Regions from separate parts of the Mus musculus genome. Here regions 1, 3, 4, 5, 6 and 7 are each linked to region 2. The links are chromatin contacts, called in public Hi-C, HiChIP or PLAC-seq and promoter capture Hi-C maps. All regions are on one chromosome and are shown on one strand. The core of a region is the stretch at or near the end of the contact, and the rest is flanking DNA. Distances in the headings are between cores, read along the strand shown.

The links. Promoter capture Hi-C pulls out the DNA fragments that hold promoters and counts their contacts. HiChIP or PLAC-seq counts read pairs in DNA pulled down with a chosen protein or histone mark. A called contact is a pair of places that touch in the nucleus more often than the background predicts.
Region 1: a contact with region 2 is called in a CTCF HiChIP or PLAC-seq map of the NIH/3T3 cell line, with 9 read pairs. The contact joins the promoter of Fam98b here to the promoter of Thbs1 in region 2. A contact is called at or near these places in 7 of 39 promoter capture datasets (the 3T3-L1 cell line, frontonasal cranial neural crest, hippocampal neurons and 3 more), 3 of 15 datasets of contacts at CTCF or cohesin (the NIH/3T3 cell line and large pre-B cells), 9 of 484 Hi-C or Micro-C datasets (adipose-derived mesenchymal stem cells, cerebellar granule neurons, cerebellum and 6 more) and 7 of 115 datasets of contacts at active chromatin or transcription factors (the NIH/3T3 cell line, embryonic forebrain, embryonic stem cells and 3 more).
Region 3: a contact with region 2 is called in an H3K27ac HiChIP or PLAC-seq map of embryonic fibroblasts, with 9 times the contacts expected there. The contact joins the enhancer-like site here to the promoter of Thbs1 in region 2. A contact is called at or near these places in 2 of 39 promoter capture datasets (embryonic stem cells and hematopoietic stem and progenitor cells), 1 of 15 datasets of contacts at CTCF or cohesin (the NIH/3T3 cell line), 2 of 484 Hi-C or Micro-C datasets (embryonic fibroblasts and uterus), 16 of 115 datasets of contacts at active chromatin or transcription factors (the NIH/3T3 cell line, bone marrow-derived macrophages, craniofacial prominence and 12 more) and 1 of 9 other capture datasets (embryonic stem cells).
Region 4: an H3K4me3 HiChIP or PLAC-seq map of stem cell-derived neural progenitor cells shows a contact between it and region 2, with 5 times the contacts expected there. The contact joins the promoter of Rasgrp1 here to the promoter of Thbs1 in region 2. A contact is called at or near these places in 2 of 39 promoter capture datasets (embryonic stem cells and liver), 6 of 484 Hi-C or Micro-C datasets (embryonic fibroblasts, embryonic stem cells, palatal mesenchyme and 1 more) and 5 of 115 datasets of contacts at active chromatin or transcription factors (embryonic forebrain, embryonic stem cells, forebrain and 2 more).
Region 5: a contact with region 2 is called in a Hi-C map of embryonic stem cells, with 7 times the contacts expected there. The contact joins the promoter of Inafm2 here to the promoter of Thbs1 in region 2.
Region 6: a promoter capture Hi-C map of hippocampal neurons shows a contact between it and region 2, with 2.4 times the contacts expected there. The contact joins the enhancer-like site here to the promoter of Thbs1 in region 2. A contact is called at or near these places in 3 of 39 promoter capture datasets (embryonic stem cells, hippocampal neurons and stem cell-derived epiblast-like cells) and 1 of 9 other capture datasets (embryonic stem cells).
Region 7: a contact with region 2 is called in a Hi-C map of Sertoli cells, with 3 times the contacts expected there. The contact joins the enhancer-like site here to the promoter of Thbs1 in region 2. A contact is called at or near these places in 3 of 39 promoter capture datasets (the C10 cell line and embryonic stem cells), 1 of 15 datasets of contacts at CTCF or cohesin (large pre-B cells), 2 of 484 Hi-C or Micro-C datasets (Sertoli cells and uterus) and 12 of 115 datasets of contacts at active chromatin or transcription factors (cardiomyocytes, craniofacial prominence, differentiating embryonic stem cells and 9 more).

Annotation. Positions count from the first base shown.
Region 1 is chr2:117,248,173-117,251,236 of GRCm38.p6, reverse strand. Fam98b (family with sequence similarity 98, member B) reads right to left here and starts at 1,498. Exons shown (of 8, transcript NM_026620.3): 1 at 1,399-1,498. The coding sequence starts at 1,469. It overlaps Gm25189 (a small nuclear RNA gene), which reads right to left and starts at 2,966; the gene lies at 2,803-2,966.
Region 2 is chr2:118,110,241-118,113,143 of GRCm38.p6, reverse strand. It overlaps Thbs1 (thrombospondin 1), which reads right to left and starts at 1,268. Exons shown (of 22, transcript NM_011580.4): 1 at 1,069-1,268; 2 at 435-529; 3 at 1-174. The coding sequence starts at 501. Gm13986 (predicted gene 13986) reads left to right here and starts at 1,942. Exons shown (of 10, transcript NR_126479.1): 1 at 1,942-2,447.
Region 3 is chr2:117,596,772-117,599,787 of GRCm38.p6, reverse strand. No RefSeq gene overlaps it. Among named protein-coding and RNA genes, the nearest start is that of Gm32210, 110 kb to the left of the region's middle. Within about 2 kb of position 1,302, at least 19 of the 459 cell types and tissues checked have an H3K27ac peak or open chromatin away from gene starts, as enhancers often do. A contact at or near this core is called in embryonic fibroblasts, where this site is marked.
Region 4 is chr2:117,341,033-117,344,250 of GRCm38.p6, reverse strand. It overlaps Rasgrp1 (RAS guanyl releasing protein 1), which reads left to right and starts at 1,374. Exons shown (of 17, transcript NM_011246.3): 1 at 1,374-1,576. The coding sequence starts at 1,542.
Region 5 is chr2:118,744,356-118,747,287 of GRCm38.p6, reverse strand. It overlaps Inafm2 (InaF motif containing 2), which reads right to left and starts at 1,530. Exons shown (of 1, transcript NM_001301269.1): 1 at 1-1,530. The coding sequence starts at 1,173. The coding sequence ends at 715.
Region 6 is chr2:117,385,551-117,388,809 of GRCm38.p6, reverse strand. No RefSeq gene overlaps it. Among named protein-coding and RNA genes, the nearest start is that of Gm32020, 27 kb to the right of the region's middle. Within about 2 kb of position 1,584, at least 29 of the 459 cell types and tissues checked have an H3K27ac peak or open chromatin away from gene starts, as enhancers often do. A contact at or near this core is called in hippocampal neurons, where this site is marked.
Region 7 is chr2:117,569,500-117,572,438 of GRCm38.p6, reverse strand. No RefSeq gene overlaps it. Among named protein-coding and RNA genes, the nearest start is that of Gm32137, 130 kb to the right of the region's middle. Within about 2 kb of position 1,293, at least 18 of the 459 cell types and tissues checked have an H3K27ac peak or open chromatin away from gene starts, as enhancers often do. A contact at or near this core is called in Sertoli cells, where this site is marked.

The DNA.
Region 1 (3,064 bases), core at 249-2,748, 860 kb after region 2:
TCTTGTCTTTGGCCATTCCAGGAACACTGATTCTGAAGTATGCAACAGTTTTAACTCTCATATTGAATAATGTGAAACAAATGTCTCTCAGTAAATGTCAACATTAGAGCAAATTTCACTTTCTTAAATGCTATGGTAGAAACAATATGTTTCAGGAATCAAAGAAGAATAAAACCACTGTCTTCGCACTTCATAAATGGCTACAAGATCCCAAAAATTGTAAATGTCTGGGATCCAAGCTGGAGCCTACGCACACCAAGGTATTTTAACTTCGTATTAGTTATATTTCCCCTGCAGGGTTAAGAAAATTTCATAGAAATACAAATAGCCCTGATGTTGTCGTGCTGGTTCTGTTTTTTTATTTAACAAACATTTTATTCAAGATCAAGTAAATTCAAGGTTCTGTTATGCTGAGTAGCAGCAAAGTATGCATTATCAGGGTGCAACAAAAGTTAACACTTGCTAGAAAAAAAAAGAACAAAATAGTTTGAGGGAACGAAAATAAGGGAACCAGGCATGATAGTTTCAAACTTCTTTAGGAGCAGTTACCCTAAAATGAAACCACCTTAAGGAGGTAAACGTCTGTGCAGATGGCGCCAACGTTGGGGAAAGGATCCGTTTATTAACCCTCAACCGTTTGGACCTTTGCTCACAAGTACACACCCTCCTCTGAACTTTTTCTTCAATCGCTGTGACAGGCCCCACTCTAGTATGTTGCCAGGAGGAGTCCATCAGTGAAGAAAGTTGACAAGTTTCTCAAACTCTGGGTGAAGTTCATGTGACAAACAGGTAAAAAGAGCAAGCGCTGGGAAGAACACCAGGATGGAGGGGAGTAACACTGCTTGTCCAGATCGCCTCATCACCGCCACCCCGGGGTTCCTCTTAACACCTAAAGTGGTAACGACGTTCTGAAAACTGTCGTTTCTCCCTGCCTACCACACAAACGTGCTTTAAGGAATGGAGAAGGTTAAATGCAGGGGTTCACACTTAACTAAGAGTCTTCAGTCTAAGAAGCGGGAGTGAGTCCTCCCCCAGCCCTGAGTAAGCCACCGATTTGAGCAGCATGCGCGACACAACAGTCCAGACGCAACTGCGGTGCGGCGGGAGCAGGATCTACGTCCATACAAAGGGCTCCCCCCCCCACCCCCCCGAGGCCCGGGAGGAGCCGGCTGCAGGCTGAATGTAATGAAAGAGGGAAAACGGCCGGCACAGCCAGGCCTCTCGCTGCAGCCGCTCGTTCCCGCCGGCTCCCAGGGTCCCGGCTACCCGGAGCGCAGAGGCCTGCGCACCGCCCGGTACACAAGGCCTGCTCCGGGGAGAAGCGCACGCCCGTGCCACAGCGGCCACGCGCAGGGCCAGCGTCCTCTCCTCTGAGAAGTTGTCCACGAGAACACTCACCCCAGCGCCTCCAAGGTGTCCAGAACGTCCCCTTCCATGCTGGTTTCGGGCCCGAGCTCTGGCCCTCTCATGGTCGCTTGGTCCAAAGCTGTTCGTCACTAAAAATCCCGCCGGAAACCAGCGTCAGCACGCCAAGGTTCCGGGACTTGTAGCCGTGGCAACCGTGGAGGAGTCCCTGCTTGGTGCAACGTAAAAGCCATGTTTGCAACAATAGACTTTTAAAAAATAAATAAGCATCTTTGTGTTAGATCTTATCCATGTGAAGTCACTATCTTTTACTATCATGATTCTACTGTAGGTGTTGAATACTACCCCACCTTAGATTTTTTAATTTTTGTTTATGGTGTGTGTCAGGTGTGTGTAGATGCTCCGGAAACCAGCAGAGGGCAACAGATCAAGCCCTCTGAAAGAGCAGCCACATTCTTAACCAATGAGCCAACTTTCCAGTCGCCCCCACACACATACATCTTGCTTTTTATAACAAAAATCCCAAAAGGAAACTATAATGATCTCCAGCTAAAAAGTAACAGGATGTCTATATACATAAGTCCATTGAGCCAATACATGTGCCAGTGCTCTAATAAGAAGAGATCTAGGGTATCATTTCATTATGAATATAGAACCAAATAAGTGAGTTGTTGTGTTCATCTATCTGCAGAACCACTTCAAATACATATTCAAGATTTTGTATTGTGTTGCTGGTCATTTATGAATGTATTAGCAACAAAAGGTACAGCTCCAGATGCAGTAGAAACATCCATAAGAAATAAAAGCAAGGCCACAACATGCCTTTAATCCCAGCACCCAGGAGTCAATGTTTCTCCTGAGTTCAAGGCCAGGTTAGTCTATACAGTGAGCTCCAGGCCAGCCAGAGCTACAAAGTAAGACACTGGCTCACAAAACAAACAGCAAAAGAAGAAAGAAAGAAAGAAAGAAAGAAAGAAAGAAAGAAAGAGAGAGAGAGAGAGAGAGAGAGAGAGAGAGAGAGAGGAGGGAGGGAGGGAGGGAGGGAGGGAGGGAGGGAGGGAGGGAGAGAGAAAGAAAGAAAGAAAGAAAGATGGAAGGAGAGGAAGAGGGAGAGAAGGAAGGGGAAGGTGTATTAGTCAGGGTTCTCTTGAGTCACAGAACTTATGGGTAGTCTCTATATAGTAAAGGAATTTATTGATGACTTACAGTCTACAGTCCAACTCCCAACAATGGTCAGTAACAGCTGTGAATGGAAGTCCAAGGACCTAGCAGTTGCTCAGTCCCACATGGCAAGCAGGCGCGAAGGAGAGAAAGTGAGACTCCCTTCTTTCAATGTCCTTAAATGGTCTCCATCAGAAGGTGTAGCCCAGATTAAAGGTGTGTGCCACCATACCTTGAACTCAGATCTCCCTGTCTTTTTGTTTGTTTGTTTGTTTAAAGGGGAGAGCACAAACGCAGTCCCCCACTACCACAAATTATGCAGTCGAGTTTCCCGCATTTGGGGAAATCGCAGTGGTCAGCACATCCGGAGTGCAATGGATACACCTCGCCCTGGGAAAACCACCTTCGTGATCATGGTATCTCCCCTGCCAGGTAAGTATGATTTCCCTGCCTTAATCTTCTGGAATCCATAGCCACTATGCCTCAAGATCTCCATACCCAGATCCAGGTCAGAAACTTCTATCTCCCAGCCTCCAGA
Region 2 (2,903 bases), core at 19-2,518:
CGTCCAGTAGGTCTTGGAACTTGTCATCCGGCACAGCGGGGATCAGGTTGGCATTCTCAATGCGGAAGGCGGGGCTGGATAGATCTTGGCCCTTCACCAGTCGGCGACCGGGGCCCCTTCGTGCACCTCCAATGAGTTCAAAGATGTCAAACACACCGTTATCTCCCCCAGACTCTGTAAGGAGAGAGAAGACAATCGGCTTTCTAGGCTAGGTATAAGGGGGTAAAGTTCTGGCTGTGAGGAGCCAAGGTGGGAACTCGTGACAATAATGGCAATTATGGAAAGCTGAGCGAGGGAAGCTGCATCCTTATCAGGAGATAAGGACTCCAAGGAAACACAGGAGCTATCGAGAGAGAGAGAGAGAGAGAGAGAGAGAGAGAGAGAGAGAGAGAGAGAGGAGAAGGGGGAGGAAAATGAATATATCACAAACTCACCTGGAATGCGGTTGCTTCCACACATATGCAACAGGAACAGGACACCTAGTCCCCGCAGGAGCTCCATGGTGGAGCCTTTGTGCCCAACACGGAGCCTGTAGCAAGAAGCACAGGAGGCCAGAGTCAGAGACCAGGAAGCAAGGTGGAAGGGCAGAGGTGTGTGTGTGTGTGTGTGTGTGTGTGTGTGTGTGTGTGTGTGTGTGTTTCTTCTTTTGCCCCATATGTGCTGAAAAAGAAGGGTTTACTTTCCAAACGGTATCCAGTATAAAAAGAGCGCCAGAGGCAGGGGGATTGTTGGAGTTCCAGGATAAAGGGTATAAAGTGACTTGGGTCCGTCCCCTCCCCCCCGCCCCTTTAGACAAGATTACAGAATGTATTTTGGATGGCGACAGTCAGGGGTAACCTGGAGACTACTGGGGAGAAAATCTTGGGGTGTCTTGGAGGTATAGTTTGTGAACCCGAAGGCTGAAGAGAACCAGCTCCGGAAAGTTCTTTCCAGGGGATAGACGGGGCAGGATAAAGGAGTTAGGAAAACCAGAAGGGGAAGAGTAGGAGATGAGGAGTAGCGCTGATCATCTGCAGCCTGGGGCTTTGAGGTGGCCGGCCAGGTGCTCCGCAGAGGCGGGAGGTTTACCTGTGTGCACCGGGGCTCAGTAACCCGGAGAGGTGGCAAAGGTGAAGTGAAGGACAAGGACGCTGAGTCCGGTGAAGACGCTGAGACTGCCGGTGCGCCGGGAGAGACCGTGGCAGAACTGGATAGCAGCTTCGCGATTGCCTGCAGAAGTCCGATGAGGCTGGCTGACTCCAGGCAGTGGCTGGCTTGACTGAGGAGCCCAGGACCTTTTAAAGAGGCAGGAAGCAGGGAGGGGGGAGGGTTCTCGGGGGCGGGGGCGGGGGACGGGGACGGACGGGTTCATTTCTCCGCCCCCTGCTGCTTGGCGCACAGCTCTCGGGCTGAAAGTGAAGGGGGAGACTCCGATCCCGCACAGGAGCCCTGGAACTTGTCAGAAAAATAGGTCTCCGCCCACGCAGCCTTGGCGTACTCAGCCTTTAGCGCTTAGGATCTTGCGCCATGTGAACTGGAGACGTTCTGCATGAGAGTCCCCAGACGCGATGCTTCTTTGGGGACCACCTAAGACCCTTTAGGGAGGCTTTCATTAAAGCACATCTCCTTGAATAATTCCATGACAGAGACGCTTGGGGATCGAGACAGTCTGGTTTAAAAATAAAAGAGGGCAAAAGGTTGGACCCCTTAAAGGAAGCTGCCTCCTGAGTCAATCCTGGTGGGTGGGGGATCCCATGTCATCTATACTTTGCGCTTCACTCCTGTCCCGCACGCCTGCCTTCCGTCTGACTCACTAAGGGTGTCAGCACGGTGTTGCACAGGGCCAGCAGGACCGTGCACGGAGGTCGCCTTCCGACTCACTGTCCAAGTCGAGAGTTTTTTCCCCAGTTCTACTTTGCTTCCTCAGATGGCCGCTTGGGGGCGGTATATGTATTCTGATTTAGGGGATCCTTTCGGAGAGTTTTTAGCGGCATTTTAAGGAAGCGAATTTATATCCCGCTCCCTCAAGGCAAAATTGAAATTGTGTCTTGAAAAACAATTTTGTGCCCACTCGTGTTTCTTAACGTGACTCCCGATAGGAGAATTTGCTGAACCATCTGGCTCCAGGATCTTACACTATTTACAGAACGGACCCGTAGAGTTATAAATTACTCTCTACCTATTATTTTATTTCCCATCTTTCTCCCTAAACAGTTTTTTTTTCATTTTTTCGGCTCCCAAAACCGAGGTGTGGTTTACATTTCTGTGGGTATACACTTTTCCATCAGTAGACTGCTGCCTGATCCTTTGTCTCTGAAGTCTGGTCTCAATGCCATCGGTCCGGAGCCAAGATGACTCCAGCTGCCTGGAATTCCATTCATCTCTTTGGGAAGGGACGTCAGCGGCGGCGATGCTTCTCCAGCTGTGGCCCTGCGTGAGCAGGCTTGGCTCTGAGTCCAGGGATCCAGGTAAAAGCATCACCAAATAAGGATCTTGGCAGAATCAGGGCGGGGCCGGCTGAGGGACAGCTGGGGCTCCCTCCCCTTATCAGTTACACCTGGCTGGACTCCCAAACCTTGGAAACACCCAGGACTTTATGCTCATCACACAGCAATTTCACTTTCCTTGTGTGGGAGGGAGTGTTCGGTGACAAGGTGTGTGAGTGTGCGTGGTATGTGTGCGTACACGCAAGGAGGGGCTTACAGAGTGTTTCCTAGTTACTCCGGGTACACAGCTACACAGCCAGTGCCTCTTGTAGATAAGTACGTTCCCAAGATGTGTTTGTTTATTAGACTTCAGATACTCAGAGCCAGCAGTAAAAGTTTCTACTGGTTGATTAGTCAAGTTAGATTCCTGCCCTTGAAGTCACAGGCCCTGACTCAGCCACTGAATCTGAAGATTCGGGATCATCAGGCAGGCTTGCT
Region 3 (3,016 bases), core at 53-2,552, 510 kb after region 2:
TAAATTAACTGTATGGGCAGTTTGCCTGCAGATGTGTCTGTGAACATCGTTTTTCTACTTGGTACCTACAGAGCCAGAAGAGAACATCAGATTGCTTGGAACTGGAATTACAGATGTTAGTGAGCCACCATGTGGGTACTGGGAATTTAACCCTGCTCTTCCACAAGGACAGCCAGTACTATTCAGCACTAAGTCATCTCTCCAGCCTGGGATATAATTTTTAAAAGAGGACTTTAACCAGGAAAAGTCCCTATGCAGGACCACCCCCACACCTTGTTCAACTCCCCCTTTTACTCCTAGAATCCACACTCAGCCCTGCACAAGCTTACTGTTGTTTTCCAGCCTTGTTTCTGTGTCTCCTGATTTCTGTTCTAAAGCTCTTTCACTCTTTCCATATCTCTCTCCTCCTCTCCTCTCTCTCTCCCCCTCTTCCTCTCCCCTCTCTCTGTCTCTCTCACTGAAAAAAAGTCACACAATATATTTTTGGTCTTATTTTTTCCTCCCAGGTCCTCCTACCTCTTACCCATTCAATGTTTTGTTTTTCCTTCTTAATAAACAAGTGGAAACATCAAAAAGAAACACACAAAACCACAAAAATCAAAATAAAAAAGCAAGAGACTGTTAATAAGACAAAAAGAGGCCACCCTGACCTCTTTACTTTCCAGACTGTCATCTGTGTGGATTTCATACCTCCACCAATTTCAGAGTTCCCTTCTCTACTTTCTCCCCACTTAATTATAATGATTCTGTCATCAAAAATTCCAGTGACATTCTACTATTTCTATAAGGATTTTAGTAAAAATATAATCAAGTCATGTTTCTATAATATATAACATTTTCTCACACAACTAACATCAATATAATCAATAGTTTTCTGAAACAATGTTCCCAAATGTTTTAACCTCTTGGGTGAGTCTAAGCCATATGTTCAATAGCTCACAATGTGTGCAGACCCACATCCATCCCCAGGATAGCCACACCTGCTCTACAAAGTGAACTGTCACAGGAAATGCTTACCCAGAGTCTATTTCCAAAATTGCTAGTCAAGGAAGAGAAAATCCATGACTGTGACACCTCTTTCTTGCCCTGTCTCTACTCTTTGTCCACCCTCCTCCCTCTTTCCCCCTTCCCCTCCTCCCTCTCCTCTCTCCTTGTTCTCATTTCATTTATTAAGAGATTCCCTGGAAGTTTGTCTCACTAGATTCAGTTCCCAACCCTAAGTTATTCAAACACTCAGTCTACATTTGAGTCACTGAGGAATGTGTAATAACAGGAAAAAGAAATATACACACTCTGTATTTGGCATTGCCATGTGTTTTGTGGCTTGGGAAGGTATGTCTGGGAGTATCATATGGCCATTACCCAACCTGGACACAGAGGAGCTCTGTATGGCATCCCCCACTGTTCAACCTGAAGGAACAGACATTCGGTTAAGTTGTCTTACATTGACTCTTTCAATTGAGTCCATGAAATTTTTTTAACTGAAAAATATGTATTTTTTCCAAATGAAAGAATTTAATTACTCCTTTCTGCTCAGCCCCAACCCTGAATCATCTTTTTGCTTTATTTGATTCAAGTGGAATGTAGCAACACAATTTCATTAATCCTCAAGGATACTTGAACACTAACCTTTCAATGTGGTTCTTCTTTTACATTGAACCTCTGTTAACTGGATATTTGTAAATTCTCTAAAGCTTTATAAAGAAGGTATTGTTTGAATGCCCATTTTACCAAAGCCAGCATATAAGATGTTGGAAGAACTTGCCTGAGTCAGTAGAGTTAACAGCTTGGGACTTGAATTCTAATGCTGGGCTATCTAATCCCATATGCTGACTTTGGTACCAGAATACACTGCTAGCACATTAGCAGAGATAAGCTTTGACATTTTCAGGGAACTACAAAGCCAAGACAAATTAGTTGAAAGTATTCTCAAGATTCTTGTGTTTTTAGGTCACCAGACAAGCTATACCACACAGCAATAGGGCAGATTCATAGGCCAAGAATAGCATCTGTTGAGTACCATTTCAAAACAAGGATGACCATAGCATTCTTGGAATAGCTCATGGCCCTACAGCCAGGAATAGCAAATCTTCTCCCTTTTGCTTCTTATCTAAGGTGATGAAGGTGGGGCTGCACTGCCTCATGGACCACTGGACTGAAATATTTCTTAACAGTAATAATTTTCTATGAAAAATTTCATAATTTCCAACTAGCTTAGGATTTAAATCCAGCATCCCATTTGATCAAGTTTGTTGAAGAGATTTGTCACTTTAAATCGGTTTAGAGAAGTAGGGAGGTCATGAACCCAGTGTGTCTGATACTTGTAAAATAACAAAGGCTATGGTCACACTAGTGAGAAAAGCTGTCCAGGGTTCCTAGGTCTCATCTTCAAAAGGCAGAGCCTCAGACAGTAAAGAAAAAAAGGACCAAAATGTCTACTGCAGAATGGACTTTCCTCTGAAGCTTGGTCTCCTAACTGCTGGGGCATAGAAGCAGATGTCATCCCATCTCACACCAGCCAGAGAAGGATACTTCTGTCTCTCCAAGTTTACAATATGTCAGTTTCTTCTCCTTTTTCCCATTTCTTGAAGATGTGAGGGGATCGGTTGGGAGGTGTATATGGAACTCCCCTGTCACTAGCTGTTTTATACAGGCACAGCGATGATTTTCTCTAAACATCATTTGGAGCCATTTCACTGTCTGCTTTAGTCTGAAAACTTGAGGAATAGACTAAGGAGCTCCGAAGGGGTCCTATGTGCTCTCTACACTCACTCATTTCTGTAAGCCAGGCATTTTAACTGGCATGGGAAAATAGAGTACATGTTCTTGGGCTCTCTCAGTCACTTCTTTCCTCTTTCTAAAGGCATTAGAAATATATGCATCCATTGCTTCTACATGATGAGGTGCCTACAGAGCTAAATGGCATTGTTGTCATACTGTCTACATGTTTCAAACCTCTTCCCTAGGGGTGTGTGACTATCCTGGGTTACTGTGACCACTCTGGGGTATTTTTAGG
Region 4 (3,218 bases), core at 125-2,624, 770 kb after region 2:
CCGAGGTGACATCACTAATGCTCGGGAGTATCCTCAGGAGAAACGTCTTTTCAGGCTCTGTGACAAGAACCTCGGATCTTTTAAACATTTTTTTTCTGTTTCTTTTTGTTTTCTTCCTTTTTTGGGGGGTGGGGGTGGGGGTGTCTTTCATATGTAAGGAACTGAACTATGTAGACCTTCCTCTTGGGCTTGGCTGACCCCTTTGAAGCAAGTGTGTAGTAGATTCTGTTTTCCAAATGTGTAAGCATACATTGGTATGTAATTTTAGACTGCTCTCCACTTCTGGCCCCATTTTATCGGCCTTGTTTTGTTGCTGTTGTTTCTCATACTTATTTTTGTAGGTTGTGTATTCTTGTAAGTGATCCTGAATTCTTTTCTAGGACAACATTGCACATAAACATGAGGAAATGCACGCGTTATAGCAGAAGGAGGTCTTAAAGTCCAGAACGTTGTGGCTGGGAAGATCACGGGATGTGATAGCAATAACGAGGGTGTTATTAGGCCAGTCCAGCAGGGACTTAGAGACGCCAGGCAGAGCTCAGTCTGGGCCACCTCTCTTTTCGGTTTACTGGCTGTGAGAGCCTGGTGTTCTCTAAATCTTACGCAGTGCCCTCTTTGCGTTTGGAGGGGTGGCTTAACGAGGTAACATGTAGGAAACAGCACTGGATCAGCATTAGCTGTTGGTATTACCGTGGCCATGTTCCAGACAAGTAGCAGGTAGGTCTCCCCTCTTGGCCAGGTCTGCTGGCACGCTGACATTGCAAGAAAGCCCCTCCCCTAGCCTTCCACTCCCACTTGGCTCTCTTGGTCTACCACACCCACAAACTCCCAAGCAGCAGCCTCTAACCTGACAGCTCACCTCCACACCCACCGCCTCCTCCGTAGTGCAGTGCACACAGCTAAGTCTTCTCTTTTTTTAAATATGCCAAAGAGAACTAAGTGCGTAGTAGTTTAGGGGGGTTCTGCCTTCCTTGCCCAGACCCGACTGTGTACCCTCACTGATACATACAAGACAGTCCTGCCATCCGGGAAAGGGTCTCAGCAGAGCCCCCACCCCCACCCCCCTAGGGGACTCGTAGCCTTGGGTGGAGGCAACTCTTCGCAAGGCTCTAGCTTTGTCAATTTCGGGGCAACTCACTCTGCACCCCTCGGACCTAACTCTTGGGCTGGGAGAGATGAATGGCAGGCGGGGATGAAGGGAGACGCTAGGGCGGCGCAACTCCTCGGGGCGCTACCAAGTAATGGGGGCAGGATTCGAAGAAGAACTGAGGGCGCCCCACGTTTCCTCCAGCCTGATGATAACATCAACGCCTGTCAGGTGGTTGGTGCGAGAGAGTGTGTGCGCGCGCGGGAGCGAGCGTAGGGAGCGCGCTCGCACAAACTTTGTGCCTGCGGGTGAGCCTGGGTCGGCTCGCCGGGCTCCAAGAGTGGTCGGCTCCGGGCTGCGAGGGCCAGCGGCGGCCGAGGGATGCGCGGCGCCCGGCCGAGCCGATCCCACCGCTCTAGGTGAGACGGCTCCAGGGGCGCAGAGAGCCGCGACCATGGGAACCCTGGGCAAGGCGAGAGAGGCTCCGCGGTGAGTAGCTGCGTCTCCTCGGAGAGCGCTGCACCTCTACTGGGGAAGGATAGCTGAGCGGTGTGCCCTGTGGTCCTCTCCAGTGGGTACCAGGAGGGACTAGACGACCAGGGCGCCTCCCTCGGAGGAGAGTTGCCTACAGGGGTAGACCATGATCGGGGACCTGGGAGCCAGGTCAAGATAGGCGTGATACAGACAACCTCAGAGTCCAGCACACCAGGTCGGGAAGAAAGAGTTGGGGTTGCTGGGGTGGCGAGGCCACAGGTCACCTGGGCAGATCTGGAGTGGTCTGAGCCCAGCCAAACCTTTCACCTACCCAGCGCCCACAACAGTCGACCTCCCTGGATGCTCTCGGTCTGGGCACCCCCCGGGAACTCCCACTCGCACACTTTCCGTGCCCTTGGCACCCGCTGCGGGCGCGGGTCTAGGACAGCGCCACCTTGCGGACTCTCCTGGCCTTTCAGGAGCGACTGGCGGCAATGGCTGCAAGCGGAGGTGGCAGTGCTTGGCTGCCCTTTGAGGAAAAAGAAGTTTCCAAATCAATGGTCTATGAGTCTACACCCCTCCCCTTATACTCTACAGAGATGTTTGGGAGACGGAAGGTGAAGGAAGAATGGCTATGAACAGTCTATCTCTTGGGCAGCAATAAGGAGCCTGGGGTGGGGGTTGGAGGGATGTCAAGAAATTTAGTGTTTGTCCTCAAAACACCAGGACCCCGTAACTGCCTGGACACCACTTAGCCTTTGTTAGGGCCGAGAACGTTGTGTCCTTCACAACGCCATTCACGTGGACTCCGATATGACGGCACCATGCCTGATCTGTAACTATGCCCATTAAAATTCCCTGTTGGGCCATATCATCCCCTGAGTGTTCTCAACCTTACCTTGCGCTACACTATAATGGGTTAGTCCATTGAATTAACTCTGCATTATTGGCGGTGTGGGGCAGGACTGGAAGCTACACTCAGCAGAAATGGCCCTGTGAAAGCTGCCTTTTCTTATAAACAACTATGAGATGTCCCGGCCCTCCTCTGTTTCCTCCTTTGCCCTGTGGATAACTGTGCCTGGAGACTAAGTCCCCCAAATCGGTTCATACTTCGAAACCTCTCCCCAGGCTCTGTGGGGTGGGGAAGGCAGACGCTAACTACTGCAGGGCTGAGAAAACATCTTGAAGTTACTGGGTTTCTTTCAAGCTTTTGTTTTTGCTGTTATTGTTGTTATTTTGTTTTATTTAATTCATAAGTTTAACTGGAAACGTGTGGCTACTGCCCTTTAAAATCATGACTTTGTAGAATTAGAGGCTGTTCACTCTTCAGATGGTTAAAGCACTCTCAAAGTTGCCTATCATAAAGCACTGTAAAAATCCTTACCTACAACCATCTCACCAAGAGGTGGAGGGAGGGGAGAGGGCAGAGGACGTGAAGCGGGGATCTAGCTTGGTGAAGAGTGTTTGCCTGGCATGCAACAATCCTGACTTTGGTCCCTAGCATCATGTAAGAAAGAAATTAAGATATTTCTTTTAATTCCTTTGGTTGCATCTTGGTGGAGTGATAGGATTGTTCGTTTTCAATCAGGTATGATGGGGGCATATTTGCAATCCCAGCACTGAATAGAAAAGACTAATACAGAGTTTCAAGCCACAT
Region 5 (2,932 bases), core at 281-2,780, 630 kb before region 2:
AACAGGTGAAAGAGTGGGTGATGGAAAAGAAAAAAAAAAAAAAGCTTGTGTTTGTGCCCTTCTGGCTAAGTGCAGTTTGAAGGCCAGCAAATAGCCCTTGCTGGACCCCACCATTCAGTAGCTACCCAGGCTGTGGGGAGATACATAGAGTTCTATGTGATTATAGCGTCTAGTGCATATGTCAACAACTATATACAGGGATCTATAAATTAAACGCATGTCTGGCCACTGCAACTAGGTTGACGTACCTGAGCTCCGCTACTTTTGGTGCTCTCTTCTTTGGGAGAGCCTCGGCTTATTTAAAAAAAAAAAAAAAAAAGAGCCCCTACACAACTCCCTACCTTCCCCTGAGTCTTGGGGAGGGGGCGCCCGAGTCACCCCCTGCGTTTAGGAAACACCAGAGCTAGCAGCGCTGAAGGGCTGGGTGCTAGGCTCTCTCCACCCTCCCCCCCAGTTCCCCTTATGGCTCAGGGCCCTGGCGCAGCACGGTGCTGGGAAGATCAAACCCCGAGTCCCCGGCGAATCGTGGTCCCTTGGCTGAAGATCCGGTTGTGCATTACCGGCTCCCGGGGCAAACTGGCGATCGCTGAGGTGTGTGGGGGCGTACGCTCGCGTAGGGGTCACTCCGGCGGGCTCCGGAGCCGGTCCTGCTGCAAAGTCCTGCTTGGGGGCTTAGGGGACGATGATTCCCGACCGTCCCCAACGCGGAGAGATTCAACGACTCCGGGGCTCTTCGGCCGCTTCCTCTTCGTCCTCGTCCAGCCCCCGCGGCCGTTCGAGCGGCCCAGCCAGGGGGCTGTCTGCAGCGGGCTCCGGGGGCGCCGGCCTCGCCGCCTGCAGCGGGGGTGCGTCGCGTGGCGCCTCGCGGCGGGACGACCCGGTGGTGTTGGGCCCCGCCGCCACCCCCGAAGTCCCAGACGGGCCGGTGGTGTTGGAGCCGCTGGGGGGCGGGCCGACGGCTCCCCCCGAGGTCCCGGCACCCACCGGCTGCCAGATGAGACTGTAGTAGACGGCCAGTACGATGGCGGCCAGCGACACGGAGAGCACGTAGGCGAACACCGTGGCTAGCCGGACCCACTTCTTGTTGGTCTTGGCCGCCATCTTCGCCTTCTTGTCCCCGGTGTAGGTGGCCGGCTTGCCCCGCTCGGCCGGGGCCGCGTCGCGCTCCTTCATGGGGGGGCCCCGGCCTTTGCCCCGGTGCTCCACGGCCCCGGCTGGAGGGGGCCTGGCGGCCTGCGAGGACTGGGCAGGGGGCGTCTCGGCGCCCTGGCTTCCCGGCGGCCCCGCGCTCCGCCGCTGCTCCTCACGCCGCCCGCCCGCAGCCCGCCACCGCGTCGCTGCCGCCGCCGGGGCCTGGGCCCGTCACCGCCGCCAGCGCCGCCGCCGCCGCCGGCCCGCCAGCTGCTTCCCGGCCGCCGCCACAGCCACAGCCGCCCGACTCCGCGTCCCCATCCGCTGCCGCTGCCGCCGCCTGCCCGGCCGCCGGCCGCCTGGTCTCCAGTGGCCGCGCGGACCGCGCGCTCCGGCTCTAGCCCGGCTCCCCCGCGGGGCGCGCCGGTGCAGGGGGCGGGGCCGCGCGCTGCCGGGGGGCTGCCCCTTAAAAGGGCGATGTAGGGGCCCGGAAGTGCCGCGCTGGGAGGCGGCTGCGGCGGGGAATCGTGGGCCCCGTGGGGGACGCCCAGTTAAGAGAGAGTTAAGGGAGGCTGGGCCTTAAAGGGGCGACAGGAGCTTCTTTAAAGGGGGAAAGGCACTTTGCGGGAGGGAGTGCGGAACCGGGAGGTGGCAGGGAGGGGCAGGCTCCGTAGAAAGCTGTCAACTCAGGCGTCTCCTCACATGGCCCAGGCTAGGAGATGGTAGGTGGGAGAACTAACCAGGCCCACCTACACCGGGTCTCCGAAGTGGAGCTAACACTAAGCTTGTGCTCTCGGGTAGCTCTAGAATAGTGAGGGGATAGTGTCCCAGATCCCTTCACCCCAAAGAGCCTGGTTCGGGTCTGGGAACCTGGCGCCCGCACACCGCAGTCAGTCTCGCTTCCTTTTTTCTGTTGGTCTGGACTCCGAGACCACTCGAATCTTGCCTGATTGGGTCCTCTTAGGACCCTTGAGTCAGACTACTGTGAGCCACAGGGACAAGAGCCAAAGGTTGAGTTTGTTTCTTAGGCTGACCTGCCAGCATAATCTCAAATCCCACAACAGGTCTCAGGTCCTACTTTCTGGTCTTCTGACTTTCAGGACTGGTCTCGAATTGTACCCAAGGGGCTGCACTGAACTGGTGGAGGACATCTCCCAGCGTTTTCATTCTTTGATTCTCTTCAACCCCAGGATGTAGAGAACTGTCTTTTCCCATTGAGGCTTGTTCCTTCCAGGCTTCAGCCTTTTTGCTCTTAGGGCCCTTTGGATGCCGGCCACCCCTCTGCACGCAGGGACTCTTAGTACCACCCTTTCTATACTTTCACCCTCTTCCCCTTTGCTTGTTTCATCCCTATTTCCTCTTTGTAATTCACCGCGATTGATTTCTGGGTGCCTCTTGCTTGACTCTCCCTGTGTTCCCAAAACTGTCTTTGTGAGCAGCCTGGATGTCTCAGTGGATTAGAGAACTATGAGTCTGAGTAGGAGAAAGGTCTGTGGTCCTGATGTAGTTGGGGTGGGGCGTGGCCTCTGCGAGGGCCCCACTGACTTCTAACCTCTTGGGCAGGACTCCCTCTGCCCTTTCCACTTCTCCCTTTCCTTTGACTTTGACTTTCCTTATCCAAGCCCTTCCCCAAATTTTCCATCCCATGGAAGCGCTACCAGAATGCAGTGTACTAGTGGGCTTCGAACCACAAGTTTCTAATCTGGTCCTGGTTGGAGGCTCAGGTGGGGCTGTGTCTCTAGCAATGGGCCACCCAATACTATTTCAAGGAGCCTTTTGTTTGTTTGTTTTTTGTTTGTTT
Region 6 (3,259 bases), core at 335-2,834, 720 kb after region 2:
AGTTAAAAATACAGACATTGGATACAGCTTTCAAATATGTTCAGTTGGACCTCCTAGTTTTATGTCATTGTTCAAGCTTCAGTTCTGTCAATGTTTCAATCATAGTCCAGTGGCTCCCCTATCAATGCTTTCTCAAAAGCAATCTATCTCTATAGAGCTGAATTGAAGTTCTTACATTCGCCCAATTGTCTTTTCTCAAGCCTGGTCTGTATCTGTGCCAGCCTAACAGAGAGTCCAGTGGAGAAAATGGTGCCCTCATTCTCAGGAAGGCCCATGTCATGATGACCATAGTCACTGCTCCACATCTAGGCTGTGCTTCTCCCTCGGGCAGTGGTGCTGATCAGTGACACCCAATAGAATCACTAAGAAACTTCCCACACACAGACCCACCCAGAACAATAATCCAGAACCTGCAGCAACGGGCCCCATGTCTCTCTGTGTTCTAATGTCCCCAGGTGATCCTACCACGCAGCCAGCATTACACAACCACTCTAACACCCACATGAGCCACACACACTACTCTTCAGGGTTCGTGTTCTATAAAATGATGCTTCTCATTCTTTGTGCACCCACAGAGGAGCTGGTGATTCTGCATCTTTATGTGGCTGGGCCTTCAATTCTACAGTAAAACAAGCTTTAGGGATGGGCATGGTGATGTATGCCTTTGACTCCAGCACTAAGGAGGCAAACACAGGAAGACCTCTGTGTGTTCGAGGCTCTACCTGGAAGGTCCAGGCAAGCCAGGGCTACATATTGAGATCCTGTCTCACAAGGAAAGAAAGGGAGACAGGAGAGGGGAGGAGGGATAGGAGGGGAGGAGGGATAGGAGGGGAGGGGAGGGGAGGGGAGGGGAGGGGAGGGGAGGGGAGGGGAGGGGAGGGGAGAGGAGAGGAGAGGAGAGGAGAGGAGAGGAGAGGAGAGGAGAGGAGAGGAGAGGAGAGGAGAGGAGAGGAGAGGAGAGGAGAGAAGAGAAGAGAAGAGAAGAGAAGAGAAGAGAAGAGAAGAGAAGAGAAGAGAAGAGAAGAGAAGAGAAATCTCTGACTGGTACACCTGAATCAGACTTGAACACTATGTAGCGGGGACTACAGCATTTTAAAATCAACACCATTGCCACTTTTTCAATGTCTTAATTCATGCTACAAGAAAACTAAGTAGCTGAACAGAAATAAGAATAAAAACTTTCTTTGGATCCACAGTAGTCCCAAGACGAGTACCATATGCACACTCTAGTTGCAAATGGCAGCTTCTCTGGACTCATTTCCTACCCGTGGGAAGCGAAACAGAAAATAACATCGGTTTGCATTTCAGCAGACAGACTTTTTTCCAGTGGGAATAGTCATGAAAAAGAAAAAAACAACCCTCCAGGCTGAGGTCTCTTGCCTAAAGTTCATATTCCCCCTCACCACCACCACTACCACCACCACCACCCGCCCCGGTTTGCCAGGGGTTGGCTGTGGAATCCCTTACGGCTATTTACACGTAAGAACAGAAGAGACATCTTTGCCAAGGGGCTGCACAAAGGGCTACTGGGAGAACAGCCCTGTGTATCTGTGTGACTCAGATCTCATCCCCAGAACAGCGTGGGCTAACTTTCCAAGCAGTGCTTCCATATGCCATGGGTTTGGTTTGAATCTCTTTTCTCTCCCTGGACAGTAGCTTTGGGGCCTAGGAAACATTATTCCACTCTCTTTACTCCTTCCACCCTCAGGCATCCTCCGCAATGCGTGAACACACAAGCCCAGAAAGGGTTTTATTCATCACAGTGCTTGGCACCTTCAGAGCACTGAGTCCTGGCAGTGGTATTTTCTGGGCCTCCCACATCCCGAGTGAAATGGCAAAACTAGCCTCGTTGTCACTCACCAAAAGAACCTGAGTTACAGCAAGGGGACCAAAACCCTTGCTCCCTTCTGCTGCCTTGTGCGTCTAGCAATTGGGGCTCTCCAAGGAATGCAATAGTCATTGCTCCAGATGTGCACATGTGGATGAGAAAGATCAATTCTGAAATCTGAAGTCAGACAAGGCATAGCTGGTTTTCTCCCACTCCAAGGGAAGGGAAGTGTTCCTTGTGACAACAGTTACTTCCTTTTGAGGCCAGGGAAGTACTTCCTTTTGAGGCCAGGAAAGTAAGAACTAAGGACAAGCAGAGTTCCCCGTGAACCCTCTAAAGGAACCCGGGCTTCCAGGGGCATTGACATTTGGCAGGCAACAAAAGTTGGTGAAGGGAAGTGTTCCAGAGGCTTCAATGTGGATGGCAAGCTGCCTGCTTCCTTTGGAGAAAATGAGTTTGAAATCAAGGCATTCAAGCGTCTGCACAGGTAGTCCCTGAGCTAAGGGCAGCAGAGGAGGTGAACTAACTCTGATCCACGCTTCGTTATGGACCCTACCACTGCAGAGACTGGATGCTAGGAGTGCATCTCTGGCAAAAGCTGATAAAGACAGCACAGTGCAGATAACCCTTGAAGTCCCAGTGTCAGCCCCAAAGAGCTGCTTCCAGAGATGGCGAGTGGGTGGACTTCTGGAGACACAGATTCGGCTTTCTAACTTTAGCCTGAACTTTCGAGTGCCTCTCTGCAGTACCAGGAAAAACATTTGGTGTGAAGGAGGCTAAGAATAGCAGCTCAAATCAGAATGTGGAATCAGAGGAGTTTCAATCAGCCATGTGTTCCCTCCTCCCTGGCCTGGCTGGGTCATAAGCAGCGGTGGGGCAAAAGAGTCAGGGCTGAAAGACTTGAGGTTTAGAAACAGAGTGAGGATGAGGAGGTCTGTTGAGCCTCCCAGGGCTGATGCTAAGCGCTTCACATGGATCAACAGACTAAATACTTGCCCCATGCTAGGAATATCTCCAAATCACAGATAGGGAGATTTGACTTAAAAATATCAAGAAAACAATTCAAGGTTAACCCACTGATCACACAGGAGACCCCAGAAAAGAGCAACAAAGTGCAAAGAAACAGAAACAAAAACTAGCCAGCAAAGTACAGGGTTTAATAGGGAGGGGACTTTCAAACACAGAAGGGGACACTACTTGAGGGACATCAGGCTGCTATGCATCTCAGATGCAAACGAATATAGAATTCTAATCTTACAGTGATGAGGAAGGAGTCAGAGTAAACATCAGAAAGGAAGAGTAACATGGGTTGGGAGAAAATAAAACCCAATGTAATATGAGTTCTTATTACTGAGAGACAATGAGAGCCTATTAACTCAAACTGGGGATGGGGGCTGCTTCCAGGTATTAATAGGAGAAATTGAACATAAT
Region 7 (2,939 bases), core at 44-2,543, 540 kb after region 2:
CCATTAACTCCCTGCCTTCTGAGCCCAGTGTAAGCAGAACCAACCCCTTTTTTTTCAGCAAGAATGCATGAGGCTTGTATTGGGCTTTCTATTGCTGTGATAAAACACCATCACCAAAAACAAGTTGGGGAGGAAAGGGTTTATTTGGCTTCCACAGCCACATTTGGCTCATCACTAAAGGAAGTCAGGACAGGAACTCAAACAGAGAAAGAACCTAGAGGCAGAAACTGATGCAGAGGCCATGGAGGGATGCTTCCTACTGACTTGCTCCACATGGCCCTACTCAGCCCGCTTTTGTTTCTTATGGAACCCAGGGCCACCAACCCAGGACTGGCCCCACCTACAATGGGCTGGGCTCTCCCTCAGGAATTGTGAATTGAGGAAATACCCTACAGACTTGCTGCCTACAGCCTGATCCTATGAAAATGTTTTCTTATTTAAGGCTCTCTTCTCTCCAGTGTCTTTAGCTTGTGTTAAGCTGACATAAAACGAACTAATACAAGGCTGAACTCAGTGGAATGGCTCATTTGTCTAAGACCCTCTGATTTTCTAAAGCAAAGCTTTACTACACTGAAAAAACATTGAGCAGCCCTCTTCCATGGCTCACTCATTACAGAGTAGATTCTATAGGAGGGAGGGAACCACAGAAGGCATATTTCATTTTGACTTGCTGTCCTGGTTGCCTAACACAAATACCCTAAAAGACAACTCCTTAACCTCATATGCTCATCATGATGAAAATGCTCTATCCAGGCCCTGAGCCCACGGTGGTCTGAACCCTGGAGTGAAGGTACAACATGTGTTCTCTGGTTTCGGTCAAAACACTCATGTATAGGCGGCTTCTTGGGAGTATGTCATTAAAGGCTCCAGCTCAGAGTCCTTGTCTCCATCTGTTCTAAGGATTCTGCTGTGGGACAAAGGGCTCTGCCTCCTCAGTGGGAGTATCCCTCAGACTCCTGCTGTGGGCCCTCTCTATGGAAGAAGCCAACTCAGCCTCACCAAGGTGTGTGCCCAGTGCATGTGGCCACTGACTTTGGACTGGAAAATATTCCCGGATCTGTCAGAATAATGATTTCAGTGTGTTCTCGGCGAGTTCACAGTGTGAGCCCATGAAGGTACCTCTTCCCCGCTGCATGATCTGTTGTGCTTGGAGTTCTTCCCTGTCTCAATTTCAGTATCAGTCAGGGGGAAATAGCAAAACAGCATTCCTTCATGTAGATAACAGTAGGCAGCTGGCTACTCCTGGCTGGTAACATAATCCCACCAGTGTACTCTGGCAGCTGGGCTCACTTAAGGGCAAGGACAGACGTCCTGCTCAGAAACAAGCCTGATAGATACGATTCCAGTAGCATTCTTACTGTCAGCAGAAATAAGGCCCTGGAGAAGAAAGAGCAGCAGGGGTCTGTCTTTGGGGTGAGCCTGAGCATCATTGGCAGCCTCCGCTTGCCAGCTAGATGGCCCTATTTACTCAGTTCCTCTGTTAGAAAGAGTGCAGATCCTGTGTGGGCATGTGTCTTCCATAAATAACCTGATCTTGCTGAGCCTTGACTTTGTCATCAGCAAAGCAGGGACAACCTATAGCTCCCAGGACCATGTGAGGACATTACATACAGAGATTGCAGCCTGGGATTGGTGCAAAGTCTAGTTGGGCATCTGTATTAACTTACTATGTCCTGATGTAGCAGTGGCTATGTGGGATGGTGTTCCCTTCACCCCCATCTCTGCTGTTCTTCCTACATGGTTAAGAGCTCTGGAGGTTGCTAGTTTCCATGACCTAGCCAGATTTGGGTATTGTGCTCTCTGTTCAGCCTGCTTTCTGAGTCCTTTATTTAACACTTACCCAGTGCTGCCCACAGCAAGAGGGTGGCATAGGCAATATTAGAAATCACATGGTTTATGCCCTGGCTCCAGAGCTGTGCTATGAACTCTGTTACTTAGGGTGTCATCCCTGATAGCTCTCTGCAGGGCCAGAAGCAAACACTAATCTAATGTATGCAATTATGTATATGAACCTGTGTACAAATGTATGCTTTTGATAGGCCAAAATATATAACATATTCTGATATCATATGTATAGTATATAGGATTATACATGATTCATTATGTAGGCAATATATGTTGTTTTATTGAATTAACATACCAAACTGTATAGTAGTCCATGTATCATGCTTCATATAAAATATATACAAAATATATAAATATTTCATCATTTTGATTACCAAAACTGACAAAATTTCTTGGCGATAAGGAGTTAGTGACTACTTTGATAAAGTAAAGTTGCTCCAGAAATGCTCTACAGAAATTCTCGAGCTCACCCAGGTGGTTTTACAAACATGGAAGCAGAGGAGAAGATGGTATTAGAAATGGCTTCCAGAGTCCCAACCTCCATTCTCATTGTCCCAAGTCCCTCGGGTACTGAGCTGTATCTAGTAGGGAAGTAACAGTGGGCAGCTGATCAGAAGTCCAAATGTCATCCAGTGAAGACTAGCCATCCTGAAAATTTTGACCATGTCTACAAAGGCAGCATCTGGCTTCTTCAGAGCACAGTCTTCAGAGCCTAGGGGAAACTCTGGTTCTTGGGAGAGGACATCAAAGTGGTCCTCATGCAAGACCATTTCACTTGTGCTATAGATTTTACTATTATTTTTCCTTCACTCAGCCAGTATTTATTGATTGTGTGCAATGGATTTGCAAGGTGCTTGCTGTGCATTTAGTATTAGAGTTGTAGTTACCTAGTACAGATCCGTGTCTTACTTTGTTCAGACATAAATCTGCCTTAATATCCTAGCCAGATTCCAGTTCCCTAAATTGTTGTTTTTATATTCCCACTCTGAGCAGCAGTTACTAGTTGGAACTCCAGTTGCTCCTGTAGACCTCTTCTAATAACACCAAAGGATGTCAGTGTCCTGGTTCCTATGCATGCCCAGGACTTCATTTTA